5 separate regions of the Mus musculus genome follow, and regions 1, 2, 4 and 5 are each linked to region 3. A link is a contact called in public Hi-C and promoter capture Hi-C data. All regions are on one chromosome and are shown on one strand. The core of a region is the stretch at or near the end of the contact, and the rest is flanking DNA. Distances in the headings are between cores, read along the strand shown. Region 1 holds the start of Glt8d1 (glycosyltransferase 8 domain containing 1). Region 2 holds the start of Smim4 (small integral membrane protein 4). Region 3 holds the start of Wdfy4 (WD repeat and FYVE domain containing 4). Region 4 holds the start of Pbrm1 (polybromo 1). Region 5 holds the start of Tkt (transketolase).

What was found. Promoter capture Hi-C pulls out the DNA fragments that hold promoters and counts their contacts. Hi-C and Micro-C count contacts between places; a contact is called where the count stands out from the background.
Region 1: a contact with region 3 is called in a Hi-C map of B cells, with 5 read pairs. The contact joins the promoter of Glt8d1 here to the promoter of Wdfy4 in region 3. A contact is called at or near these places in 1 of 39 promoter capture datasets (pre-B cells), 1 of 484 Hi-C or Micro-C datasets (B cells) and 1 of 115 datasets of contacts at active chromatin or transcription factors (large pre-B cells).
Region 2: a promoter capture Hi-C map of neutrophils shows a contact between it and region 3, with 6 times the contacts expected there. The contact joins the promoter of Smim4 here to the promoter of Wdfy4 in region 3. A contact is called at or near these places in 2 of 39 promoter capture datasets (neutrophils and pre-B cells) and 1 of 484 Hi-C or Micro-C datasets (B cells).
Region 4: a promoter capture Hi-C map of pre-B cells shows a contact between it and region 3, with 5 times the contacts expected there. The contact joins the promoter of Pbrm1 here to the promoter of Wdfy4 in region 3. A contact is called at or near these places in 1 of 39 promoter capture datasets (pre-B cells) and 1 of 484 Hi-C or Micro-C datasets (B cells).
Region 5: a Hi-C map of B cells shows a contact between it and region 3, with 5 read pairs. The contact joins the promoter of Tkt here to the promoter of Wdfy4 in region 3. A contact is called at or near these places in 1 of 39 promoter capture datasets (pre-B cells) and 1 of 484 Hi-C or Micro-C datasets (B cells).

Annotation. Positions count from the first base shown.
Region 1 is chr14:31,000,128-31,002,827 of GRCm38.p6, reverse strand. It overlaps Glt8d1 (glycosyltransferase 8 domain containing 1), which reads right to left and starts at 1,395. Exons shown (of 10, transcript NM_029626.2): 1 at 831-1,395. Spcs1 (signal peptidase complex subunit 1 homolog (S. cerevisiae)) reads left to right here and starts at 1,162. Exons shown (of 4, transcript NM_026911.3): 1 at 1,162-1,623; 2 at 1,925-1,984; 3 at 2,064-2,150; 4 at 2,606-2,700. The coding sequence starts at 1,411.
Region 2 is chr14:31,127,670-31,130,369 of GRCm38.p6, reverse strand. It overlaps Smim4 (small integral membrane protein 4), which reads left to right and starts at 1,440. Exons shown (of 2, transcript NM_001308091.1): 1 at 1,440-1,737. The coding sequence starts at 1,587.
Region 3 is chr14:33,183,755-33,186,454 of GRCm38.p6, reverse strand. Wdfy4 (WD repeat and FYVE domain containing 4) reads left to right here and starts at 1,389. Exons shown (of 59, transcript NM_001146022.2): 1 at 1,389-1,587.
Region 4 is chr14:31,017,806-31,020,505 of GRCm38.p6, reverse strand. Pbrm1 (polybromo 1) reads right to left here and starts at 1,368. Exons shown (of 33, transcript NM_001081251.1): 1 at 1,213-1,368. It overlaps Gnl3 (guanine nucleotide binding protein-like 3 (nucleolar)), which reads left to right and starts at 1,375. Exons shown (of 15, transcript NM_153547.6): 1 at 1,375-1,577; 2 at 2,640-2,698. The coding sequence starts at 1,565. RefSeq lists an enhancer at 637-665.
Region 5 is chr14:30,547,772-30,550,471 of GRCm38.p6, reverse strand. It overlaps Tkt (transketolase), which reads right to left and starts at 1,341. Exons shown (of 14, transcript NM_009388.6): 1 at 1,092-1,341. The coding sequence starts at 1,198.

The DNA.
Region 1 (2,700 bases), core at 146-2,645, 2.2 Mb after region 3:
CGATCAGGAAACGTCCCCAAAGCCCAGGTTACACTTTCCAGAGCTCTATCACATAGGTGCTTTCCCCCCGCAGCTAATTCAATAGTCACATTACTGGAGTGATGTGGACATCTTCCTTGACACACTCCAAGTTTCCAAGTTCTAAGTCACAACTGTGCTAATCAAAATTAACTAACTAACTAATGGGTTGGTAGCTCCATGGATGTGTAGATGCTGGCATCGGCTACTCACCTCCCAGTCTAGAGTGTCTAGCATCTCGCCATCTGTGCCTGACTGCATGCACAGCAGAGTCCACAGAGGCAGCGGGCCCCAGAGGATGGGATCCCCAGAATGGTCTGTCTGAATTCGGCACCCCATCTAGCTCAGTCATGAGGGAAGGGCTCACGCTTTGAAATACACAACCCTTGAAAGACAGGGTTAAGGGAACCCCTTGGCTGGTCTTTTTTTTTTTTTTTTTTTGGTTTTTCGAGACGGGTTTTCTCTGTATAGCCCTGGCTGTCCTGGAGCTCACTTTGTAGACCAGGCTGGCCTCGAACTCAGAAATCCACCTGCCTCTGCCTCCCGAGTGCTGGGATTAAAGGCGTGCGCCACCACGCCCGGCCCTTGGCTGGTCTTTACCAAGAGGGACTGGCCTGGGAATGAGCCATGGAAACCGGCAACCAAAAAGTTAGGCCGAATTTGGGACCCTCTACATAGGGGCACGGAAGCTCAATCCACGAGATGTGGGGCGACTTGGGCCTCGCAGCTCTTCTCCGAGGCAGTCTCCTTTCCCTGGAGAATGTGGCTTCGTTATCTTCCCTAACTCTAGAGATCATTAGTAGCCTCCTTACGCTTAGGAGTGATGGGGACGTGGTGAGGCGCTCCGGGGATCCCGCCACGCACTGACAGGTCAGGTTAGAGCCGCGTCAGACGAATCGTCGCCTTCCGAGGCTGGGCGCAGTCGCCCTTACCTGCGCTGGGAGGAGTGGCCGCCGCCCACGCCCCAGCCCGCCCCGCCAGCTCAGCGCTCGCTCCGCAGGCCCCAGGCCCCGGCCCACCGCCGGGCCGTCCGCGTCCGCTGCTCTCTGGCCGTGGCCCACTGGCCGGCGAGCTCTGCAGCAGCCACGTAGGGCCACAACCCCTAGTTTGACTGTGCCTCCCTCTGCCAGAAAGCCAGGCGCAGCAGGCGCCACGGGGCAGCCCCGTCGCCCGGGTCCTCCCCGAGTAAAGGCCGTCGCTATGGAGACGTGGAGCGCGCCGGCGGCCGTTAAACTGGGGAGGCGCAGCCCGCAAGTGATTCCTGCCGCAATTACAGCTCCGGGCGGCCAGGAGCGCTGACCGGTGCACGATGCTCCGGCCAGGTCGCTGCCCCAGCCCTCGTGAGCAGTGTACAGGGTTCTAGGAAAGCTAAGAGACGTACCTCCCTTGTCGATGGCGCGGGGCGGGGCCAGGGGTTGTCCGTGCCCCTCGGAGACATCCGCTTCCGGGGCCACGGCCGAAGTGAAACGCTCGGCTGGTCGGCCTTGCTCTCGATATCGACCCCCGCAAACTTTACTCCTTAATAATCGGCTACGTCCGTTTCGTTGTCGGTATCGGTCTTCAGCAACCATGCTGGAACACCTGAGTTCGCTGCCCACCCAGATGGTGAGGGCGCGCGTCCCCGATCCCCCGCACTTCTCTTTGGAGCCTAGCGACTTCTAAGCCCCTCACCCTCACCGGAGCCACTCCTAAGATTGGCTTCACTTTCCCTTCTCTTCCCCAGAATAGATCCCCTTTCCCGTGGTCTGTTAAGATGCCCAAGTTTCCCTGGGAAATTACATGTTTGCTTCCTTACTCTCGGGCCCTCCTGGTGTTGAATGCTGCCTTATGCCAACGCTGAGTTCCCTACGAGAATTGCAGTCCTTTGGCAGTAGGACCAACTCGTCCTCTTCTTTTTCGTCCCTAGGATTACAAGGGGCAGAAACTAGCTGAACAGATGTTTCAGGGGATCATTCTTTTTTCTGCAGTAAGTATTGCATTACTTTTAATTCTTAACCCCGCCTCTCTTGGTTTGAGTGCATTTTATATACTTTGTTTCTTTTCAGATAGTTGGGTTTATCTACGGGTACGTGGCTGAACAGTTTGGGTGGACTGTCTACATAGTTATGGCCGGATTTGCTTTCTCCTGTTTGGTAAGCTATTTGTGGTATTTGCGTATTAGCAGTAGCGTAAGTTTTCTGACTCAGGAGACTTGGTTGGACCTACCAGTGAGAACCAGAATCACCTCTTTGTTCGTCTTTCCCATTAATGTTTCTGTTCTCTATTATTTGAAAAGTAGAATGTTAAGTTGTGTCCGATGGCCTGCGCTACATAAAGGTGTAGAGCTTTCTAATTGTCTTTTGCATCTCCTCTAGGCAGTAAAATGAATATGCCAGGGGCTTCGCTTTGCTCACGCAGCCTTCATATTTCTTTTAGTTCTTAAAACTTGTATGTGTAAACACTTAAGGCTTGTTCTCACTCCCTGACATATTTTGTCTCATTAGTTTGTTAATCTTTAGCATGGTGGTTATTTGGGGATCAGACATACTAAATGATCATTTAGACCTTGAATGGAAATAAATGCTACCTTTTCTCTGTTCTGATCTAGCTGACACTTCCTCCATGGCCTATCTACCGCCGCCATCCCCTAAAGTGGTTACCTGTTCAAGACTTAGGCACAGAAGACAAGAAATCAGGGGACAG
Region 2 (2,700 bases), core at 191-2,690, 2.1 Mb after region 3:
CTCAATGAAATTCTTTTCATTCCATCCACTTCTGTTTTCTTAGCTTGCAGGTGTACACTAGGAAAGGCTGGGCCCAATGTCCATTGTTGGTGGTGAGTTGCCCAACTGAACACACGTGGCTGTTGGGTTTAAGGTTGTGTGTAATGTGTACGTTTGTAGTTTGCCTGTACCTATGCTGAGGATCGGGTGTATCAGATTCTGGTCTGGGTAGTCATGGATGCCGAAGGGTGGGCTTATGGGTGGACCCTTGTAGGTCCATTGACCTAGGTGGGCTGTGAAGACCTGGCCACATGTGGATTCCTTCCAAGTGGATGACACTTTACAAGTTTCAGTCCTCAGATCCAAGAGAAATGGCACCAAGTGCCAGGCGTTCACTGTGTGTGGCTTCTCCAGTAGGTACCTCCAGGCAGGCTGCGCTTAGTCAGCTGTTTATGACCCCCCCCCCTCTTTCTCTGCCTTCATGGTTCCCTCACTGCCTCTATTCCTTCCCCAATAAACTCCTTTCATACCAGATTTGTTGCACAGCATAATTTCTCAGGGGCATACCTTGGCATGGGCCCACCAGGCCTCCTCGCTGCAATCTGTCATTTAATTCTGTTTTTTTTTTTTTTTTTTTTGATACAGGGTTTCTCTGTGTAGCCCTGGCTGTCCTGGAACTCACTCTGTAGACCAGGCTGGCCTCGAACTCAAGAGATACGCCTGCCTCTGCCTTCCAAGTGCTGGGATTAAAGACATATGCCACCACTGCCAGGCCATTTAATTCTTTTAGATTGTCAATTCTCACAGCATCATAGAAAGGCTCATCTTACAAGGGTGCCGATAGGGTTGTGGTTTGACAGCGAAGTCACTCTTTACCTTGATCCTCTTCTGTAACTATTGGTTGTGATGCTTAAAAACACTACAAGTTACCAGAATAACGGTAATTTCCCACTTATCATAGGTTTATATTATTTTAGCATGTTTGTTATAGACAGTTGTACTTTTTGCTGCGACGATAAAATTCAGCTTTCGAAAATGCATATCGAGTTATGTTTGTATTAGAATCCAAGTCAAACCAGTCACATCCAGAAATAAAAGGAAGGAGTGTCACGAAACTGCATTTTAGCTGATTTCATTCACAAAGGGTCGACACCTCGGTCAGGGTATTACAAAAAAAGATGGCGATGGCAGAGTAGGGGGCGCGGCAGTAAACTCTGAGCCTCAGCAGTGAGAGCAGGTCGAGGGCGGGGCCGCCACGCCACGTTGGAGACCCCGCCCCCCGAAGGTTCTCCGTCTCCAGAATCTAGGCGCGTGCGCAGGCTTCTTCAGACCGACTCAGCCTCACAGAGCACGCGCGCTCAAACAGCACTCTGATTGGAGAGTCTGAGAGTCCCGCCACATTCTGATTGGCGGAGCCGACCAGGCTTTGGGTCTGTCCTAACTTCCGCGACCTAACTCTTGCGGCCGGGCTGTGGCGCTGCAGTCGAGTCTTGGTGCTCAGTCCACGGGACTCCGCGGACACGCAGGGGTCCGCAGGGTTATTTGTACTGCCTCCGGGAACACCAGTCTGCCTGGTTCCGTCCCTACCCCACTGGGAGGCCTCGGTCATGTTCTCCAGGGCCCAGGTGAGGCGAGCTCTTCAGCGAGTGCCCGGCAAGCAGCGATTCGGCATCTACAGATTCCTGCCCTTCTTTTTTGTCCTGGGAGGTGCGATGGAGTGGATCATGATTAAAGTGCGCGTGGGCCAGGAGACCTTCTGTAAGTGAGGGTGCAGCAGCCTCCGTTTCTCCCGTGGGTATGCGATCCATTCAGTTGCAGAGTTCCTTTCACTTTGGGCGTTAGGAACAGTGTTTTGACAGTTCTCGTGCAGCGAGGCAGGAGGCCCTTAGGGCTCTTGTATTTTGTTCACATTGGCATCCAGCCCTCCTCCTCTTCCGGCATTTGAAGAGGGCACGTGCCTCTAGTCAGGCCGTGCAGGTCTTTGTAGCCTGTCCTTGGCCCTGCTGGTGACTTTGGGCCTAAGGAACAGGATTAATCGCATGTGGAAGAGGAACCAGTCCTGAGGGAAATTCAGAGATATAGCTCAGAAATTCAGGTTAAGGCCCTTGCCCTTTGAGAGCTTTAGCCCAAACTCCTGAGGAAGTTATCCCGGCTGTCCTAGCTAATTACTACTGGTCACTCGCTCTCCTTAGGTTATGTCTTTGACCTAGAACTGTGAAAAGAATGTCTGGCATTTCTGAGAACGGCCTCTGGAACTGCCAGTTCCTTTCAGGCTTTCTCCCAACCTTTGGGCCCTTTGTCTGCCTCTCATGTAACTTACCATTTGAGAATTTTAGGTTGTTCTTTCAAAACCTCCATTCATTTCTTTCTTTCTTTCTTTCTTTCTTTCTTTCTTTCTTTCTTTCTTTCTTCCTTCCTTCCTTCCTTCCTTCCTTCCTTCCTTCCTTCCTTCCTTCCTTCCTTCCTTCCTTCCTTCCTTCCTTCCTTCCTTCCTTCCTTTCTTTCTTTCTTTCTTTCTTTCTTTCTTTCTTTCTTTCTTTCTTTCTTTCTTTCTTTCTAAGATTTATTTTGAGTACGCTGTAGCTGTCTTCAGACACACCAGAAGAGAGCATTGGATCCCATTACAGATGGTTGTGAACCACCATGTGGTTGCTGGGAATTGAACTCAGGACCTCTGGAAGAGCAGTCAGTGCTCCTAACCACTGAGCCATCTCTCCAGCC
Region 3 (2,700 bases), core at 140-2,639:
TGACTTTGACCATGGAAAACCTAAGGGTGTTTCCCTTCCACATGGCAATGCCCACCTGTGGAAGGAGTCTCTCTGCTCCCCTGGTGGGTGGCTTCTGCACTGGGCCTGAGTTGTTTGCTGAGCCCGAGTGTGAAACTTTCCCCATAGGAAAAGCTGGAGTTATGGGAATGTGCATATTGTAAAGGCACAAGGCTGCAACATCCAATCAGAGATTCCTCTCTGCTCTTATAAGTGCCTGGACCCTGCCCTTTCCCCTACTGACCCACATTGTCCTGTGGGTCATCTGGGCAGAACATCACCTGCACGAATGAAGTCACCTCATCAGGAGAACACCCCACTTTCTCCTTTGTGTGTTTCTGAGCCTCACACTCCTGCAACCCCTAACCCTTGGCTTTGTCTCCCCCAGTCCCCCCTGTGCCTGGCTTATCTACAAAGACGTTTCTGATTTTCTCTAAGCTTCTGCTCCAATCTAGTCTTCTCCATCCTGTGGAGACATTAAGAACTCTGCTGGGGTCTTAGAAAGAGCCATTCTTCCATATTGGTATTCCACACACCTGCTCCCATACCTTACCATTTAGAGAAGGGAAGGCATTTAGATTTAGTTCCTAGGGATTTGAAATTAGGACTGGGAGGCTGAGGGTTAGGACGAGGAGCCATACGGACCCCAGCCTGCTGGGCACACAGCTAGTAAGCAGCAGAGGCGGAATTCAGACATGGGCACCAGGCTGTACTTTCCCTTCTGTTCCTAGGTCCCACCTGGCTCTGCTTGATCACCAAACACACAGTCTCAGGGGAGCTTTTGTGAAACCCATGTTGTCCTGCCAGTCATTGGTGAAGCAGCTCTGTCATTGGCTCCTTGGAGGGAAGGATGGGAAGGGCAGGCATCTGCTGACTTCCCACTTCTGCTTTCTCCAGGAAATGAAGAGAAACCCAGCACAAGTGATTCATAATGAAACACTGTTGTTGATGGCTGCCATGCGAGGCCAGGTCTTGGTCTGTTCCCCTGAGCTGAGCCATTGGAGGCTGGGGATAGAAGCACTCACACCATGTGACATCCGCAGGCTTTGACCACCACCCTCCAGGTACGTCTTTCTGATCTTGGATAAGAGAGATCAGCCAGGTGGGGGCTGTTTGTTGCGGTAGACTGCCCCGCTGCTTCCTGCAAAGCCAACTGTGGAGCACATGTGTGACCATCAGTACTTAGTCTGAATGCGGGGTGGCAGAGAGGAGGGACGATTGGCAGGAAGTGAGCGGTGAAGGAGGTCCTTGTGGTCAGTGCCTCTCAGCACCCTTGTCACTTGTGAGTTTTGCTGAGCTGACCAGGCACTAGATCATTCCTTACCCTCTGACCACGGGTTAAGTCCCTTCTTTAGACTCTGCTGAGAGGTAGGAGTCTGCCACAGCTGGGGAAAACTAACTCTGGCTTGTGCCACTGTCAAGGTATAGAACGGGACACTGACTGAGACGCTCCTCTCATAGCCCTGGTGTAGCTTGTGAAGGGTGGACCACCCACCCTGGCCTTCGGGGCAGCTGGGCAGACCTGGTCTTGCCCTTAGCTGGCCCCACCCTTGCCTGCCCCAGGATCTGGTAAGTAGAAGTCTCTTAAGGTGGCATTTCTTCACCTGCGTTATCACACGCAGCCTTTGAATTCCAATGTTTCTCATTAACAGCAGCATCTGGGCCACTGAGGATTGATCCCTTTCTCCTTCAAAACCCAGCTTTCAAGAACCTAATCCTTTGTCCCAGTCTTTCCGAAGTGATGACTGGGCGTTGGGTACTGTCTTTCTAGGGAATATTTCAAGTATAATTGTCTCCATTTCTATCCACTTACGTCCAATGAACTAGTAAAGAGACAAGTTACAGATGGGGCCTGTGATGCCGGTGCGGTGACATAAAGTGGGTTGGAGGAATGTGCAGGATGGACAGGGAGGGCACACATCTGCTGAGAGGACACTGAAGGAGCCCAGCCCTGCACTGTGGTTTCTGAGAATTGCTCTTAAAAGCCTTCAGGAAGGCTTGGAGGTCAGTGTGGTACCTTGCAGTGAAGGGTGTGCTGGGGGCTGGGGACTAGCCAGAGAGTTGGGTGTGGGCTCAAGTGTGGGAAAAATTCTCCTGTCTTTACATCCTTGGTGTCTGGTCTGACCTCCTATGGGCCTAAAAGAGTTTTCTTTTTTATTAAATTTTAAAAAAACCTTATTTTATTATCTTGTGTGTATAGGTGTTTAGCCTGAATGACCCTCTGTCCCAGCTTTGGGATTATTGTTTCCTTGTTTTTATTTCTGATTCCTCCACTATCTCTAAATTGTTTAATACATGTCTGGTAGTTTGAATGGGAGTGCTTTCCTTAGGCTCATATATTTTCATACTTGGTCTCTAATTGGTGGAAATGTTTGGGAAGTGTTAGGAGGTGTGGCCTTGTTGGAAAGGGTGAGTTACTGGGGGCGGGCTTTGAGGTTTCAAAAGTCCTCTCCCTTTGTTTCTAGTGAGGGCCTCTCTCTTTGCCTCTTGGATGTGATTTTTAGACTCTCAGCTGTTCCTGCCACTGTTCCTTTGCTCTGACATCATGGATTCTAATCCTCCGAACCTGTAAGCAACAGATTAAATGCTTTCTTTTGTAACTTGTCTTGGTCATGGTGTTTTATCACAGCAACGGAAAGGTAACCCAAACTATATATGGCTTTATTTTATACTTTTTTGAAC
Region 4 (2,700 bases), core at 119-2,618, 2.2 Mb after region 3:
CATGTCTTCAGCAGTTACTATCCTCACTTCCCCCACCCTCCAGCAGTGGCACACGCCTGTAAACCCAGCATTCAGGAGACTGAGGCGGGTGATCCAGAAGTCTGAGGTAAATCTAGCAGCAAAGTAAGGCCACTTCAAAGATAAACGAGGATACTTTCCAATCTTTCATTTTGGATCTTAAAAACTACTAAAGCAAAAGCTATGTTCCTCAACATCTGGAATCCAATATGCTTCTGAATTACTTTGGGGGGAAAAGCCTACTACCAAATGGGTTAAGAAAGAAACGTATAACCACTTTTTTGTTTTAATGGCAGGTCTCACTATGTAACCCAAGTACACTGGAACTTGCGATACTCCCAACTCAAGAGCTAGAACAGGTGTTTTCTACTGTGCCTGGCTCCTACAGTAAGTTTTGAAAAGTTTGGATTAAGATAGCATATTCCACCATACGCTTCTATAGTTAGTCCTCGAATTCCTACATCCGGTCTATTGTGTATTTGTCATTTGTTTTCCAGGAATTTTATATTTTTGTCCCCCCTTTGATATCAAATTTTCTTAAAATAAGACTCACTTCTTCAGAAAACAAAATTTTGAAACGGAAAATACTTTTAAAACCAGAAAATACAGTTTACAAAAACTCAACTCGTCGTGACGGTACAAATGAGAAGCTTAAGTACCTAGCCTGTAAATAAGTAAGTCTCTCTGACAAAAACAAAAAAATATTCCGTTTGGGCGATCATTGGGAAAGAAAAAAACAAAAACAAAAACTCAATAGGGAGTTTTTTGCCGAACGCACAAGAAACCAAAAAAAAAAAAAAAAAAAAAAAAAAAAAAAAAAAAAAAAAGAGGCCTTGAGAGGCGGAGGAAAAGAAGAGTTCGCCCGACCTGTCACTGGTTCTGGGGCTAAAGGAAACGTTGACAGCTTTGAAGGCGGCCCGCGACGGGCGGGAAAGAGCAGCGAAGGGAGTTTCCGGGCCCTGCTCTGCCTTTGTCCCGGCGGCAGGTGCGGCCGGGCTGCTGGGCCCTGTCCCGAGGCCCCGCCGCCGTGCCGTGCCGCGCCCCGCCCCGCGCCCTGCCCGACCAGCGCGTCCGCACCACGGGGCGGGGCCTCCGCCGCGACTCCCGCCCGCCCGCCCGCCCGCCCGGGCCGACACAAAGGCCCGGCAGCCGGCCGAGGAGGGGCGGCCCCGCCCGCCCCGGGCCCGGCCTTACCCCGCCGCTCCGCCGCCTGCAGCCCCGGCTGCGGTCCCCGACCGCCGAGCCCCGCCCCGTGGCCGCCACGGCTGCTAGCGCTCCTCTGGCCGCGGCCGTCTCTCCGGCACCCGCCGCCCTCACCGCCCTCACCCCTCCCAGTGCTGCCGTAAATCCAACCTGTGGCCGCCAGGCGAGCCCGGCTCGGCGCGACAGTGTATGTGTGTGCGCGCGCACTCGGCCCGGCCCCGACACACTTTCCGGCAGGTCCTGGAGCGCGTGACGTTGAACCGCAGTTCCAGTTCGCACGTGGCGCCCGAGAAGTCGTGGTGATCCCGAGACCTCCTCTGCTCCTGAAGCGTCCGCGGCCAGGATGAAGAGGCCTAGTGAGTGGGGTCGGGAGCGAAACGCGCGGGTGGTGCTTTGTGGCTGGAGGGAGAGGACTCTCCATAGGCCATTGATGAGTTCCGCGTAGATCTGATGCTTAGAAGGCCCAGACCCAAATTTGGCCTGTTGTATAGCAGGAGAGCTAAGCCCTTGAGAGGAAAACCGAGCCAGATTTCTGTGATTAACGTGTTTGAGCCTCTTTTCGAGCCTGCCGTTTTCCTAGAACTATTCAGAACCATGGTCTTTCGGCCTTGGTGGCACGCGCCCTAATCATGTACACGAAGGATGACGCAGTAAGATAGAAAGTTTGCAGCCAGCCTGGGCTGTATACTGAAACCATGGCTTAAAAATTAAAAAAAGAGCCTGGCCGTGTTGGCGCACGCCTTTAATCCCAGCACTTGGGAGGCAGAGGCAGGCGAATTTCTGAGATCGAGGCCAGCCTGGTCTACCAGGACAGCCAGGGCTACACAGAGAAACCCTGTCTCGAAAAAATAAAAATAAAGAAAGAAACCTTGATATTTGTAGTGCTTTCCTCTAGAAGCTGCTTCCATTGTGGGTCCACCGAGTCGAATTGACTGGCGTTGTGGTGTGATTTCCATTAAATACCCTGCATAACTTTGCAGGGACGGTTGAGGCAAGATCTATGTTGCCCGGGATAGCCTTATTGTTGTAGGCCCCCATGGCCTGATAAAACAATCTCTTGAGGGCCAGGAATATGGCTATAAACACTTGCCACTAAGCCTTACTGTCAAGAGTTCAAACTCATATGATAGGTAGAACTGACTCCTGGAAATTGCTTTCAGACCTACACACAAAATAAGTAAATGAAACATTTTGGGTATGGAGTGAAGACCCAGGGTTGTCCCAGCCCACGTGGCAGCTCCATGCTGTCTGTAGAAGGACAAGTGATGAAGCCCTCTTGTGGCTTCCTTTGCAAGAACACTACATGCACGTGGTTGGTCTGCTGACAAGAGAGGGCAAAACATCCATATAGGTGATGTGAGAAATTTAAAACACTCACTGCTCATGTGTGCAGTCTTTCTCTTTCTTTGTTTTGGCAGAGTTAAAGAAAGCGAGTAAACGTATGACCTGCCATAAGCGATATAAAATTCAAAAAAAGGT
Region 5 (2,700 bases), core at 92-2,591, 2.6 Mb after region 3:
AAGTCAGGTCTCTTAATTGGGCAGGGAGCACCCTCTATCATAGGCAGCAATCTAAAGCCAAGACAGATAACAGGTCCAAAGTATGCATGGGAAGTTGGGTGGCAAAGGGTTCCCAGTTCAAACCTTCTGAGGACATCCCGTCTTAAAAGCACAAGGGCTAAGTAAGGAGGAACCCACGGTAAAAGGCAAGAGAAATGCACTCCTTTAATAATATGTTCTGTATGGAACTGGCCAAAATCCAGAATCCTGGTCTTTGTTCTAAGCTCACAGTTTGTCTGGGTTCCTAAAATCTCCCTCCCCAGAACCCCAAACCATTCCAAGAAGCCCAGATCTCTCTGTCTCAAGGTCTCATACCAGGCCCAATGGAGACCTTAGAATTTCTTGAAACCACCCAGTGTGCAAACACCGTTAGCCCAGAACTTCCTATTTCGCGTGGGCCTCGCCCCTTCTTTCTACAAGCTCCCTTCTCCCCAGACTCGCACTCCAACCTCCTTGCTCGGGTCTAAGCCTCTCTTGGTGTTGCATCGTCACCTCCCTGCCCCCACCCTGGAGTCTTCAGCAGCACCGGGACCCCAGCCCACACATAGCAGGAGAGGCAAGAAGTGTCGAGGAGGGGAGCGTGGTTAGAGATGCAGAGAAGGGTGGGCCCCCAGTCTACTGCAAAATGGTGGGCTCTACACACATTCTCTGCCTACATTGCAAGGGCTGAAATTCCAGCTCTCACTGTGACTTTGGACAACTGATATAAAGCCGGAATCTCAGTTTCCCCATCTGCAAACCAGTGGAACCAACATGCTGGTGGAGAGCTGGAGCCCACACGTGCTCAGGTTTCTCCCGCCAGCAGTCATGGTGGCCTCCGGGTTGCAGCCGCAGAGCGAGGAGGCGCGCCCGGGCGCAGCGAGAACCGGGAAGCCCGGGCCGGCTGGAGGTGCTCGCGAGACCTGAGGCCCACGCGGTCGAACCCGGCCGCTCCGGAGCAGCGGAAGGCTCCGCCATCTGACCGCGCCCTCGTGGCGACATCGTGCTACGCGACACGGAGCCAGGGAGGCCGCGGGACCCGGCTCCCAGCCCCGCCAGAAGCGCGCGCTCACCCTGAGCCTGCCGCGGTGGTGGCCTGGATGGAGCTGATGCGCAGGCGATTGGCTGTGTCCTTCAGGGCCTGGAGCTTCTGCTGATCTGGCTTATGGTAACCTTCCATGGCGTGGTAGGACGAGGACGAGGACGAGGACGAGAACGCTGAGGACAGAGACACAGAGCCAGCAGCGGCTCAGGAAGCGACCAGCAGTGACCGAGGACGGGTGCTGCGGGCGGGCGCGTTAAGACTCCTTAGGACCCGCCCATGGGGGGCGGGGCGGAGGTGGGGCGGGGCGCCGAATCACCCCAGGCCGACGAGTGGCCTCTGGCCACGCCCCGCATTTAGTGGACTCTCGGAAGTCGCCAGGCCTGGGGGCTCTCTCCCAGCACAGTGCCCTGTTGGAATTAATCACACACAAACAGTAGCAACAAAGTAACTTCGCCACTATTCCTGGTTCTAAGCATGGCTCAGAGTTCCGCGGCTGACTTGGGTAGGACTGAGAAGAGAGATACTAATCAGTAATTGCACTTTTCTAAGGAAAAGGTTGAGGCTTGGCAAGGTTAGATTGAGATTACAGGGTTGGTGGGTAGCGCTGCAGCAGATTATCCTCAGTCCAAAAAGATCCCAGACATGAGAATAAATATACACTGCCAGAAACGGTAATACTGAGAAGTTACTAGGAGTATGCTGGTCTCAGACTACTAGAGCCAACGGACAAGAGTGGATTCAGAGAGATTACTGGGTTTGCCTCTGTAGAGACAGTTAGCACCTACTGCTCTTACCAGATCTGGTGGAGCTGAGAGGACTGAGCAGCTGTAACAGAAAGCGTTGCCTTCACAGTCTCGTTGGATCTGTCTCATTGGATCCATGACACACACTCGGGTCAATACCGTTTCCAGAGGCGGAGGTTGTTGCAATTTACAGAGAGGATATAAAGGCAAGCCTGTGAGTGGGTGCTGGGCAGAGGCAGAGGAAGGCACCAGTACAGCTTTGGTCCAGGTCCTCTCTGTGTCCTCCACAGAGCTCAAACTCAGAGTCATGAGACAATGGGCCCTGTGCAAGTGAGCACCCCTCCCCCAAGCGCTCCCTGCCTGGCCTGTTTCCCAGGTGTCCCAGTGAGACTGCCAGTGTGGTTTGTTACAGCCCCTGGCTTCTGCTGGCTCTGCCCAAAGAGGCTGGCCCTCCTAGTGCCTGACTGCCAAGGGCTGGACCTGGGACTGGAGTGTTGTGGTCTCGGAGTGTTCCACTATCAGATCCTTGGCAAGGCAAGTGCCACCTCTGTCCTCTGCTCACCAACAGGTCAAGGAGGCAAACAAACCTCAGAAGCCTTTGGGCCTTCCAACCCCATGGACCTGAGGGCAGTGATTATTAGTCCAGTTCTTCATTTCTCCACCTGTCCAATGACACTGATGTTAACTTCCTCTTCCTCCTCCTCCTCCTCCCCCTCCTTCCCTTCTTCTTCTTCTCCTCCTCCTCCTCCTTCCTCTTCCTTGTTCTCTTCTTCTCCCTCCTCCTCCCCCCTCCTCCTCCCCTTCTTCTTCTTCTCCTCCTCCTCCTTCCTCTTCCTTGTTCTCTTCTTCTCCCTTCTCCTCCCCCCTCCTCCTCCACCTCTTCTTCACAGTGGA